3 separate regions of the Mus musculus genome follow, and regions 2 and 3 are each linked to region 1. A link is a contact called in public ChIA-PET data. All regions are on one chromosome and are shown on one strand. The core of a region is the stretch at or near the end of the contact, and the rest is flanking DNA. Distances in the headings are between cores, read along the strand shown. Region 1 holds the start of Slamf6 (SLAM family member 6). Region 2 holds the start of Ppox (protoporphyrinogen oxidase). Region 3 holds the start of Klhdc9 (kelch domain containing 9).

Region 1 (3,989 bases), core at 1,088-3,587:
ACCTGAAAACTTGTAGTGAGTGAGACATCTCCTTCTTCTCAGAGAGCATCTCTTTGTCCTACAAACTTGCCCCAGTGGTCTTGTCTTTCCCCAATCCCTCCGAATTCTTCCCTCCCCCTTTTCCATCTCCCTCCCATGCTTCTTTATTAGAATCCTTCCCTATTTAACGTCTCAGATCATTTCACCTATTCCAGAAAGTTCTTCCTCAACACCCAGTCCAGAGAGGTTCTCCTATTTTTGGTGTCCCTGCTTACTTCTGCCCTGGAACCAGACTCTCCACTTTCCACCCTGGTAAGCACGGTTCCACTCCACTGAGGGGTTTTTGGCCACCTGCATCTCTCTCTGGCAGATGCAGTCAACTGTGTTCTTTTCTTCCAAGCCCTCCCCCCACAGCTGTGTGGCAGTAAACTGTTACTTAGGCTCTGTTTTCCTCTTCTGATCCACATCCGCACACGGGGACCGAGCCCGATATGTCACAGTCTTGTTAAAAGAAGAATCCTCAGAGATGTGGAGGAGGGACACCCAGAAATTATCCAGCTTTATAGAGGTAACAGAGTGAGGTTAAAAGCTCAAGTCACTGGCTGGAATCAGGCTAAGAAAAGGCAACGTGGATGGATGGGAGTAAAAGAATTCTCATCTTTTTCTGCATCTTTTATGCATTTTCCAAAATTCTGTCCACATTCCTAATCCTCCTAGTTTGACGTAGTCTCTATTCCCAGCTTTAGCCTTGTGCCTCAGTTTCCACCTGCTTCCAGGAAATTTCCTCTTGGCCATTGCATTGATAACATAAAACAAATAGATCAGAAAAGGAGCCGACCTTCCTCCTGTGTCAGCTCCTCCATCCTAATTCTATCCCTATCTTTGACTGTCCAGCCTACGACGCAACGTTAATGTTCTCCCTCCTCTCTCTTTGCTTTATTTTTTCAAGATTATTTGTCCTAAGCCAGTGCACATTTTACCTGTTTATAGTTTATCTTCCCTGCCAAGACGTTAATTCCGCAGAACAGAAATTGTGTTGACTTAGTTCCTGAAACGCCCACAGTGCCGTGCATTCAGTGGTCATTTAGTGAATGGTTTATCAAATGACTTAATGAACCTTGCTTTCTTTTTCTTTCTGTTGTCAATTTGTCTAGATAGCTCTATATCTGCAGTATGTCTTGGTTTGTGTGTGTGCATGCACACAGGTGTTTGTTACTGAAAGTTTTAGTCAAGTGATTTGTTTTTATTTTTATTGGTTTTTTTCAGCTACCTGATGACTAATAGAATTTTCAAAAGTTATTTAAATTGCCATAGTCTAAGTTACTTGTAGCTATTAATAGAATAAATTCACAAACACGTTATGGACATCTAAATGTAATGCATGTTTAATAATTAGCTCATTTTCTGGAATAAAATAAATGCTAGGCTACCTATTGGTTCTTTTTTTTTTTCTTCAATGAATTCTCTCGGGGCTAGGTCTGTGTTAGTAGCCATTGCTTGATCTCCTGTTTTAGAACACTACGCTTCAGTCCAGATAGGCACCCTCTGAGTTCTTAAAGACAGTGAGAGCTTTCCAGATAGCAGGGAGAAGAAGCAGGCTCAGTCAATCCCTTCCTAATTGCAGTGTGAAAGCGTTGGTGGGTTTTCAGTATCTGAGCGAAGAGTGAAGCTCGGGAAAGATAATGAAGCCCCCTGAAGTCGCACAGTATCACAGTAGTTAAATTGTAGATCTTTTTCCCGCTTAAACTTATTTTTGTACCACAATACGCTGGTCACGAACAGTCCTGACTTACAAAGACTCATTTTCCATATCTCAGAAAACACTTCCCTTCCCCTTGGCCCCCAGCCGAAGTGTTTGCTCTGAATCAGTCCCGTGGCAGTCTGCGGGAAGCAGTTCGCTAGGACCACGGTGAGCTTTCTAAGTCTCTGAATAGAGAACTGGGCAGTCAACCTGACCAAGAGGAGCAAGGCATTCCAAAGAAGGAACTCACTCAGTGACTCAATCAGTTTCCACAGACGTTTTTTACCTGAGCCGAGGCAGAAGACAAGTGGAAAGAGCCAGACCATCCTCTGACAGGCGGAGTCGGGTGCTGGAGCCCTTGAGACAGCCATTCTTTCATAAGCTTGTCGCTGAGACTTTCTGTTCCCCTATTGATGAGAGCTCTTCCTCTATGTTAGCAAACCTTTGGTTGTCGTGATTAACTTCACACTTGGCTTACAAGAATATCTTTTGTAAGCTAAGACTCTTAGCAGTAGGGAACGTGGAACTTGAACGGGCCATCTTCTGTAACCAGGCAAGACTTCTGGTGGAGGGACTGGGACACCAACCCAGCCACAAAAACCTTCTACTTATGATTTGTCTTGCCAGCAAGATGTGCTGGGGTAAAGGTGACACAGAAATTGTGGGAGTGGCCAATCAGTGACTGGTCCATCTTAAGACCTATGCCAGGACGGGGAGCCCACTCCTGATACTGTGTGGAGAGCCATGAAGCAGAGGCTGGATAGCCCAGAGACACAACAAACAAACAAACAAACAAACAAACAAACAAACCAACCATAGCAAAACAAATCTGCTATACTTGAGGCAGGAGCCTAGCCCAGTTGTCATCAGAGAGGCTTCACCCAGCAACTGATGGAAACAGATGCAGAGATCCAGAGTCAAACATCCTGTGGAGCTTGGGGAATCTTGCAGAAGAGGTGGAGGAAGGATTGTTGGAGACAAAGGGGTCAAGGACACCTCAAGAAAACCTACAGAATCAATTAGCCTGGGTTCATGGGGCGCTCACAGAGACTGAAGTGGCAACTAGGGACCCTGCATGGTTCTAACCTAGGTGCTATATATATATATATATATATATATATATATTATATATATAATGATTATGTAGCTTGGTCTTCTAGTAGGACTTCCAACAGTGGGATAGGGGGCTGTCTCTGACTCTTGCCTGATTTTGGGACTCTTCCTCCTATTGGGTTGCCTAGTCCTTATGAGGGGAGGTACCTAGTTTTATTGCAACTGGATATGCCTTGTTTGGTTGATATCCCTGAGAGACTTGCTCTTTTCTGGAGCGAAAAGGAAGAGAACTGGATGGAGGGGGCTGAGGGAGGTGTTGGGGGAAGTAAGGGGGGAGGGGAAAGACTGGGAGGGAGGAGAGAGGGAAACTGCTGTCAGGGATGTAATATATATGAGAGAAGAATACCTTGAAAAAGAAAGGAAATACCTTGAATGATTTTAACTTAGAAATTTTTAGAGAGACTTAAATCGTGTCCTCTCTACGCACTTGAGAAAATGTTCACCTTGTCTGTGCCATCTTCTGTAATGCTTGTCAGATCTTACTCGTTTATAATGTGGCTCAGTTGTTATTTTTTTTTGCCCCAATCCCTGTGGTTCTGACCTCGGAAGATTCGGATGCTGGAGGCTTGGTCTCCAGTATGTTGATGCAGATGTGGTGGCAACTTTGAGAAGGTCCAAGTAGAAAAGTATTAGGTCATTGATGGTGCTCTGAGAGTGGGCTGTCAGGTATGCAAATGCCTTTGAACCACCCCCACGCCTACAGATAACCCCTCATCCGTGCACCTGTCAGTAACCTCAAAGAACTAATCCGGACTTGTGAGGGCTGTTTCTTTGTTTTGTTCTCAGTCCTATATGAGGTGATTAGAGATACTTGCTCAAATCTCCCCAGGGGGGGGGGGGGAGTCACAATTGGTGCCTGAACCGGGAGAAACAAAACAAAGTTGTGTCTGAGAGGAGGGGTCACATGACCCTCTGCTATGTGTGAGACACAGGCTACAGTGCATGATCCAACCGAAGGTGGAACATCCATTCGGCAATCCGTATATGATTACTCTTCTCTGGTTATATGGGAACTTGTGCCTCCTTGCTGTAGTGCCAGTTGTGTGTCTGATATGAGTAAGACATGCAACTGAAGCCGATGGACATCTTGGAGGGGAAACCCAGGGTGGCTGTCTTCCTCTATGGTATATGGTTGCATATCCCCTTTATGAATGTG
Region 2 (3,989 bases), core at 702-3,201, 640 kb after region 1:
AGGTGAGGGCACCCTGACCTAACACTATTTGCTGTTTATTTAGGTGTGTGACCGATGTCGGCAGAAAACCCGAAGTACCAAAAAGTTGACAGTACAAAGATTCCCCCGAATCCTCGTGCTCCATATCCTAATCTTCACGTTCTTATTTCTCTTAGGGTATCTCCCATACAGTGTCTCCTCGCCTTCGTTTGAGTTTCCCTTAGGGAAAACCTGCCACCCTGACTTTCTTTGCCACCTTTCAGGATGTGTTGGGGGAATGGAGGGTACTGAATTTATTACTGCAGTCCCCCCTAGAGACCCTTAGCCTCCCCAGTGCTCCTTAACCAGGGCTTAGATCTGAACCGATTTTCCACCTCCCGAGGCTCCATCAAGAAAAGTTCAGTAGGTGTAGACTTCCCACTGCAGAGACTAAGCCTAGGGGACTTTGCCAGCGACAAAGCGGGTGAGTCTGGCAGGGAACCTCCTAAAGAATCTTCAGGAGGGAGACACAACTGGGTGTGGAAACTGATGTTATTTAACCCGCAGGAAGCCCTGTCTACCAGCTGTATGCCCTTTGCAACCACTCGGGTAGTGTCCACTATGGCCACTACACAGCCCTGTGCCGGTGCCAGACTGGTTGGCATGTCTACAATGACTCCCGGTGAGAATAGCCTCTTGTTCAACTCCTGCCCCCTCCCACCGCCCCCCCCCCAGCTCCGAAAAGATAAGTTCCTGACAAAGGATAGGTGGAGAGTCTCTCCTGATCTCCACCTGGCTACTCTGAGTCTTGTGGGATGGAGGGGGAATCTACAAGAATGACCACTGACCACAGCCGTGTCCCGTTTCTCTTCTCAGCGTTTCCCCTGTCAGTGAAAATCAGGTGGCATCCAGTGAGGGCTACGTGCTGTTCTACCAATTGATGCAGGAACCACTTCGGTGCCTGTGACACCATCTTGAAGCCCTGGCACCTGTGAAAACCTTCCCAACACCCTTAAGCCCCCAGTTACCTCACAGACGTCTATTTTTGTGTCTTTTTAATCGGGGAGGGGAGGAGGGTTGGTTGTAGCTCCCGTTATTTTTTTTATTAAGAAGTACCCTTCCGCCTTGTTTTCCTGTCCCATGTACAGAAACCACCAGACCCTTGACCATGTACAGCCCCCAGAACCTCTGCAATCTCACTTTTTTGTGAATAAATTTATTAAGAAAAAAGTGATGTTCATGTTTGTATTTGTGGATAAGAGGGAATGGATATCTAGAATTTTGGTTCAATTGGAGCCTTTCTGGGCCCCAATTCTGTCTCTGGACAGGTGGGGGCGCTCTCACAACAGAAGGAAAAGAACAGGGATTGAGCTGGCCCCAGCCTTGGACCCAAACACTGAGTTTAGTGGAACTAGGCAGACAAACCCTGAGACCTGTGAAGTTGCGGGAAAGCCTGAAACTAGAGTGCAGGCATTGGCACGCCGGTTTTTCCTGAGAGGGGTACTGCCCCTCGAGGGCAAGGCATCCAAGAACCCCTGTTGACAAACACTGGTACCGTTGCCGGGCGGCCCTTGCTCCCGTAGGCCCTGTCTGTTGCTAACATCAAGGAGCTGTTTATGGAGCCTTCTCCCCACGGACTGGCCTCCAAGTGTCTCTCTCTTTCTCCCTAACTAAAGCTCGTGGGGCTCTCCCACCTCCAGGGTTTTCACCACAGACCTGGGAAGCTTGAGCTGGGGAATGCTCAAGGATTTCGCTGTCCTGTCCCTGGGGAAGGCAGTGCCGGTTACTGCAACTAACTCCGATTAGGACACGAACAGGTTAACCCGCTCCACGGAACTGACTCCGAAAGCGGCTGTTGCTCCTCTGGTAGCGTCACTGCCAATATGGTGTTTTCATTGGTGAATGTATCCAGAGCTCACCAATCCAGAACCCGCACTCCAAGACCCTCCAATCAAGAAGCAAGAAAGTGAAACGCAGTCACGCAGGCCGCCAGAAAGGAATCGACGGAGAGTCGGAGGGACCCTAAAAGTTAGGGGCGGGGATACCAGACTTGAACCTGCTCACCCCTGAGGCTGGAAAAACCGAGTGCTGTAGAATTCTGGCCTCCGAAGGGTTTGTGCTGGGGAGATAGCGTGGGCGTGGCCCTTATCTGCACACGGACAGGATGGACTGCTCCTAGGGCCTCTATCAGTCACTCACTTTCTCGGGTTCCCCCTATCTCGTGGGTAAGTTCTGGCTTCAGAACGAAGACCTTACTCTTCCACCAGCACGTACACGCGCGCCCTGCATTAGTTGCTCATAAATCAGTAAGTGTCCAGAAGTGGGGTATGGGACCAGTGGGGGTTTCTGCAGTTGTAAAACAGAGTGCTCCCCTGCCCCGTTCTCCTGGGGTATCTCGACCTTTTCCCAGGCCTTACGATGGGCCGGACTGTGATAGTACTTGGCGGAGGTATCAGTGGATTGGCCGCAAGTTATCATCTGATCCGAGGCCCCAGTCCTCCTAAGGTGAGTCCCCACTAGTACCAGAGAAAGACTCATTTAATACTCTTGATATTTCTAGCAAAAGCTGCATAGATTTTTGTTCCGTGAAATATGCACTTCCCCCGACCCCCAGTCCCTTTGCCCTGTGGCGACAGTGCTTCACTTTTGGCGCCAGGTGATCTTAGTGGAGGGCAGCAAGCGTTTGGGAGGATGGATCCGCTCAATCCGAGGATCAGATGGTGCGATCTTTGAACTTGGACCTCGAGGGATTAGGCCGGCTGGAGCCCTGGGAGCCCGGACCCTGCTCCTGGTGAGCGTCTTGTGGAATGTGTAGGACAGGTAGTGGAGGAGAGTTCTCCAAAGGGACGGAGTTGCAGAGAGGAAAAACGTTGGGTCAGTTTTTCCTTAGTTTCTCCTCTTCCTGAGGGCTTGTGGAGAACAGGTTTCTGAACTTGGCTTGGAGTCTGAAGTCTTGCCTGTCCGAGGGGATCACCCAGCTGCCCAGAACAGGTTCCTGTATGTAGGCGGTACCCTGCACCCTCTACCCTCCGGCCTCAGGTAACACCTCACTATTACACACACCCCCCTTTCGCTCCCTGTCAGGCCTTCCAGCCACAGGGGGTCTAATGGCTGAAAAGAACCCTCTGAAAGGTGAATCTGGGAGTTTTCTTTTCAACCATGCCTTCCTCCATGCAGGGGGCTACTCCGTCCTTCACCCCCCTTCTCAAAACCTCTGTTTTGGGCTGGGCTGAGGGAGTTGCTGAAGCCCAGGGGCAAAGAGCCTGATGAAACTGTGCACAGTTTTGCCCAGCGCCGCCTTGGACCTGAGGTGACATTGCTCAGAGGTGGTCTCAAACCTCTTCCCCTCCTGTTGCTGAGTCTCTAACTCAGACTTAACCCCGGGGACTCTTGAATCATTTAGGAATGTCCACTATCTATTGCTGGAATCTCCAAAACCCAGTGTTGGGAATAAATGCCTTCCTTTCCTTCCCATCCTTTTGTTACAGTGGGAACATCTCCAACCCAAACTCTCTCCTTCCCTTAGTCTCTCACAAGCAGGGCCAATGGAAATCAGTCAGGGTGGCTTATTCCTTGGTCCCTCAGTCCCAGTCTTACTCTTAAGGTGGCATCTTTAGCCATGGACAGTCTTTGCCGAGGAGTATTTGCTGGCAACAGCCGGGAGCTCAGCATCCGGTCCTGCTTTCCCAGTCTCTTCCAAGCTGAACAAACCCACCGGTCCATATTGCTGGGGCTGCTGCTGGGCGCAGGTGAGGGGCAGCATTGATTGGTTCAGAGGGTGAAAAAAAAAAGCCTGAGGACAAACTGAGGTACTGTGTACAAGGGGTACTAGTTTAATCTTTTACCCACCCACCCCTCCTTTTAGGACAGAGTCCCCAGCCGGATTCCTCACTAATTCGTCAGGCCCGGGCTGAGCGATGGAGCCAGTGGTCACTCCGTGGAGGGCTGGAGGTGTTGCCCCAGGCTCTTCACAATCACCTAGCAAGTAAAGGGGTCACTGTCCTCAGTGGGCAGCCAGTCTGTGGGCTCAG
Region 3 (3,989 bases), core at 1,001-3,500, 560 kb after region 1:
TGTCAATGCGTACATCTGGTGTTCCTTTATGCCCATGAAAGTCCCATTTGCCTTTATGGCAAATTTCTGGATTTCTTTGAGTGCTCCAGGAGCACACTTCTTGAAGCCCATTCCATGGTATTCTCGGGAAACCACCTTGTTGGTGGCCAAACGGTCCTTCTTGCCATCCTTCTCTGCTGGAGCCATTCCACCAGCCCAAGTTGGAAAAGCTAAAATTTAATTTTTTAAAAAAAGATTTATTTATTTTATGTATGTGAGTACACTGTAGCTGTACAGATGGTTGTGAGCCTTCATGTGGTTCTTGGGAATTGAATTTTTAGGATCTTTGCTCGCCCAGGCCCAACGATTTATTTATTAATTTATTTTTTTATTTTATTTATTTATTTATTTATATATATATATATTTTTTGGTTTTTCGAGACAGGGTTTCTCTGTATAGTCTTGGCTGTCCTGGAACTCACTTTGTAGACCAGGCTGGCCTCGAACTCAGAAATCCACCTGTCTCTGCCTCCCAAGTGCTGGGATTAAAATCGTGCGCACCACTGCCCGGCCAAAATTTAATTCTTTATTGACTCTTTATTACTGTTCTGTGCTTAAATAAGCACTGAAAACACTCAAGTCTTTATTCTTAAATAAATGCTAAGGAAACTTAACTATTTATCTCTCTTATTATTTGTGCTCCCGAGTGCTGGGATTAAAGGTGTGTGCCACCACCGCACGGTTGTGTCCAGCTATTTTTGTGTGAGTTCTGGAAATGGAACTCAGGTCCCGGGACTTGCATTACTGAGATGCTGTCCAAGCCTTTGTGTGTGTTTGTTTTTAATTTATTTTATGTGCATTTACCGGTATGAGGGTGTCAGATTCCCTGGAACTAGAATTACAGACAGTTGGGAGCTGCTGTGCTGGGAGTTGAACCTGGGTCCTTTGGAAGAGCAGCCAGTGCTCTTAACCACTGAACCTTCTCTCCAGCCCCCAGGCTCAATTCTTTACTCCATGTGTGCACACCCTCCCCACGTAGTTCTCTCTCAAGATCTAATTGGGACCAGGAGGGAAAAGGCCCAGTGTGAGCCTGCGCCTCAGAATCACGTGATCATTCCCACTGAAACCTTGGACATTATCCGTGGTCTGGTTGGGAGCAAGTTCATGTTTAGAAACCAAAGGCCCAAGTGACAGCCATCCTTCCCACTCAAAGCCCAGCCTGGGGGACAAAGATCCTATTTCGGCTCCACCCCAGCTGGAGCGACAAGTAGAAATCTGCATTTCCTCCTACAGCAGAAACCAGTCAGCCTGCCTTGATCCCAGTCAGCCTGCCTTGATCCGAGCCTCTTCGTTCTGCATTGAGTCCTGCGAGGGCAGAGTTAGGCCTTCAGTAACCCAGCTTGACTAAAAGGAAGAGAGCAGGGAGGGGCAGGAGTCCGTGTCTCTCTCCTCCCCATCTCACCCCCACCCACCTTCTAAGGTTGGGCAGCTTCTGCCCAGGATCTTATCAGGGGAAACTCCCTGCCCTTAATCCTGAGTTCCACGGTGCCTCCATTTAATGTGTTATATTATTCTAATGAGTCAAGATGAAATAATTATTCATCCTAGGACTAAGTAGTGAAAAACTGTCCAAGATATGCCTAACCTATTTTTCCTCTCCCACTTCATCCACCCTAACTCATCTCTTTCTCCCTTGTCCCTTCTTAGCACCTTTCTCTCCTGTCGCTTCTCTCACTGAGACTGGACTCTACTGCCCTCCAGTGGCTAGAGCAGAGAGAACTCTCCCATCCATTCAGCACCTTCAAGAATTTTTATCACAAACAACCCATTTTATAAATAGGATCGCGGAATAAGTCTACTCAAGTCTCTGAATCCCAAGCAACGTAGTCCAAGTTCAACCTTTGATTTCTGACTTGTTTCCTTCCTACCTCATCCCTAGAGAAGATTCCAAGTTGGAAACCGTGCAGCAAAAAATAAAGAAAAAGACACGGCCTCCACGCATCCTACCACCAACACCTTCCTCAAACGTCATAATTACAGGCTAGTTAGCGGCTATTGGGTTCGTCTAACGAACTGCCGGTTTCTAGCCTTTCGGAGCCCAAATCCTTTAGGATATTTACTGGCTTCCCCACATCTCGTTCCCCTGACGACATCACTGTAAGATCGCGGTAGCTTAACCAGGTCTCTTGTTTCCAAGGTAACAGGCGCTTTGCGACCTTCAGTTTGCAGCGGTCGCACTGTAGTCCCTGCAGTGGTTGCTGGGCGACGGCGGTGGAGAGAAGGGGTGGTTTGGGTGAAGACCTGTGCTGTTATTGGAGGGGAAGCTAGTCTATGCTTGGAAGTGCTGGGCCCTTCGTGAAGGAGTGCGACCCGAAGTGACCGAGCTGCTCTCCCCTTCCCTTGGCCCATGGCTGGGGTGCAGACCCTCGGTCGAGCAAGAGGCTCAACCTGGACCTGGAGGCCAGTGGCGCGAGACGTGCTTCTGGCTCGTGCCTTCCATTCATGCACGGAACTGGAAGGACGGTTCTATCTGGTAGGGGGTCTCCTAGAAGGTGGTGCAAGAGTGCCCAGCAACGACACTGTGATCTTTGACCCAGCTGTAGGCCAAGCGGTGCGACTGGTAGCCCGAGGTAGTCCCCTTCGCAGCCACCACGACGCGGCACTGGTGGGAGGTCGTTGGCTCTGCGTGGTGGGTGGCTGGGACGGGTCACGTCGCTTATCCACGGTGGCCGCGCTGGACACGGAGAGAGAGGTGTGGGAAGCATGGGCTGCGAACCCTGGCAACTGCCCTCCTGCTGGCCTCAGCAGCCACACCTGCACTCGCCTCTCAGACGGGGAGCTGCGAGTGTCTGGCAGAGAGGGTGGTACCCACACTCAGCGACGCTACGGAAGCATCTACACGTTAAAGTTGGACCACAGGACCCGAACTTATTGGTACTGCAACTTTGCCCCCAAACGTTCGTTTGTTTTCTCTATATTCTAGAAAAAACAAAACCTAAATAAACTTATTGGTAGTCTATCCATAGCACCTTCTGTCTTGGAATCCAAGATTGCTTAACTCTATCTGCCCCAAGCCTGATTTTCTTTTTCACTAGAGCTCTCTGGCAAAGAACACTTGAATCTTTTCAGAAAACCAAACTCAGGCCCGATTTTCTGTGTACCAACAGCTACAAAGAAGAAGGCTGCCACACAACCTCACGATCAGGCCACTGTGCTGCCCTGCTGCCAACTGCTGGGCCGCACCCGGGTCATCAGCTTTTGCTCTTTGGGGGCTGCAACTCAGTTGGACCGGAGGTAGCAGGGCAATGGAGCCCTGGGAAAATCAAGGTATTAGCTACTCACATAAAGTAGAAAAGGACTAAAACTTCAATAAGCAAACCCTTCAGACAACCCCTTCTTGTTTTTCTCGCCCAAGGAGGAACAACCAGTTGCCCCTCATTTGAGGGAACAGCTTGCAAGGCTTGTGAGCAGTGGGCAGGGACTGCAGCAAGGACCCCAGAGCCTGCGCCATCATTCCTGTTCAGTGGTGGGACCCTTCGCTGTACTATTTGGCGGAGAAACTCTGACCAGAGCTAGAGATACGATCTGCAATGATCTCTACATCTACGATACCCGTGAGCGCCAAGCTATCATTTGAAAGGGAGGAGAAAAAGACACAGCTAAAAATTACAAAACAGGGGTGGTGGGATAGAAAGGAGGAGAAATCAGTTGATGAGTTAAAGGAATGCAGTCCGGTTGTGGTGATGTATGCTACTCAGGAGGCAAAAGTGTGTGGACTGCTGAAAAACAAACAAACAAAAAATAGAGCCAGGCATAGTGATTCACACTTTTAATTCCAGCACTTGGGAGGCAGAGGCAGAGGCAGGCAGATCTCTGGTAGTTTTTGAGGCCAGCCAACTTGATCTAGAGTGTGAAACTAGCCAGGGTGACAGAGTGAGACCCTGTTTCAAAAACAAAATACAATAGACAATATAAATACTGAACATCTGAAAAGGCTGACAAATCAAACG

What was found. ChIA-PET counts read pairs in DNA pulled down with a chosen protein or histone mark.
Region 2: a contact with region 1 is called in an RNA polymerase II ChIA-PET map of memory CD8 T cells, with 10 read pairs. The contact joins the promoter of Ppox here to the promoter of Slamf6 in region 1. A contact is called at or near these places in 1 of 39 promoter capture datasets (pre-B cells), 1 of 484 Hi-C or Micro-C datasets (pre-B cells) and 1 of 115 datasets of contacts at active chromatin or transcription factors (memory CD8 T cells).
Region 3: an RNA polymerase II ChIA-PET map of memory CD8 T cells shows a contact between it and region 1, with 16 read pairs. The contact joins the promoter of Klhdc9 here to the promoter of Slamf6 in region 1. A contact is called at or near these places in 2 of 39 promoter capture datasets (hippocampal neurons and pre-B cells) and 1 of 115 datasets of contacts at active chromatin or transcription factors (memory CD8 T cells).

The regions. Positions count from the first base shown.
Region 1 is chr1:171,915,810-171,919,798 of GRCm38.p6, reverse strand. It overlaps Slamf6 (SLAM family member 6), which reads right to left and starts at 2,337. Exons shown (of 9, transcript NM_001347186.1): 1 at 2,007-2,337. The coding sequence starts at 2,091. Gm37065 (predicted gene, 37065) reads left to right here and starts at 443. Exons shown (of 3, transcript NR_151536.1): 1 at 443-547.
Region 2 is chr1:171,279,148-171,283,136 of GRCm38.p6, reverse strand. It overlaps Ppox (protoporphyrinogen oxidase), which reads left to right and starts at 1,951. Exons shown (of 13, transcript NM_008911.2): 1 at 1,951-2,264; 2 at 2,369-2,463; 3 at 2,615-2,749; 4 at 2,882-2,997; 5 at 3,136-3,268; 6 at 3,563-3,707; 7 at 3,824-3,989. The coding sequence starts at 2,377. Usp21 (ubiquitin specific peptidase 21) reads left to right here. Exons shown (of 13, transcript NM_013919.4): 10 at 44-122; 11 at 335-442; 12 at 526-640; 13 at 835-1,188. The coding sequence ends at 925.
Region 3 is chr1:171,359,059-171,363,047 of GRCm38.p6, reverse strand. Klhdc9 (kelch domain containing 9) reads left to right here and starts at 2,250. Exons shown (of 4, transcript NM_001033039.2): 1 at 2,250-2,913; 2 at 3,147-3,306; 3 at 3,395-3,593. The coding sequence starts at 2,387. It overlaps Pfdn2 (prefoldin 2), which reads right to left. Exons shown (of 4, transcript NM_011070.4): 4 at 3,794-3,989.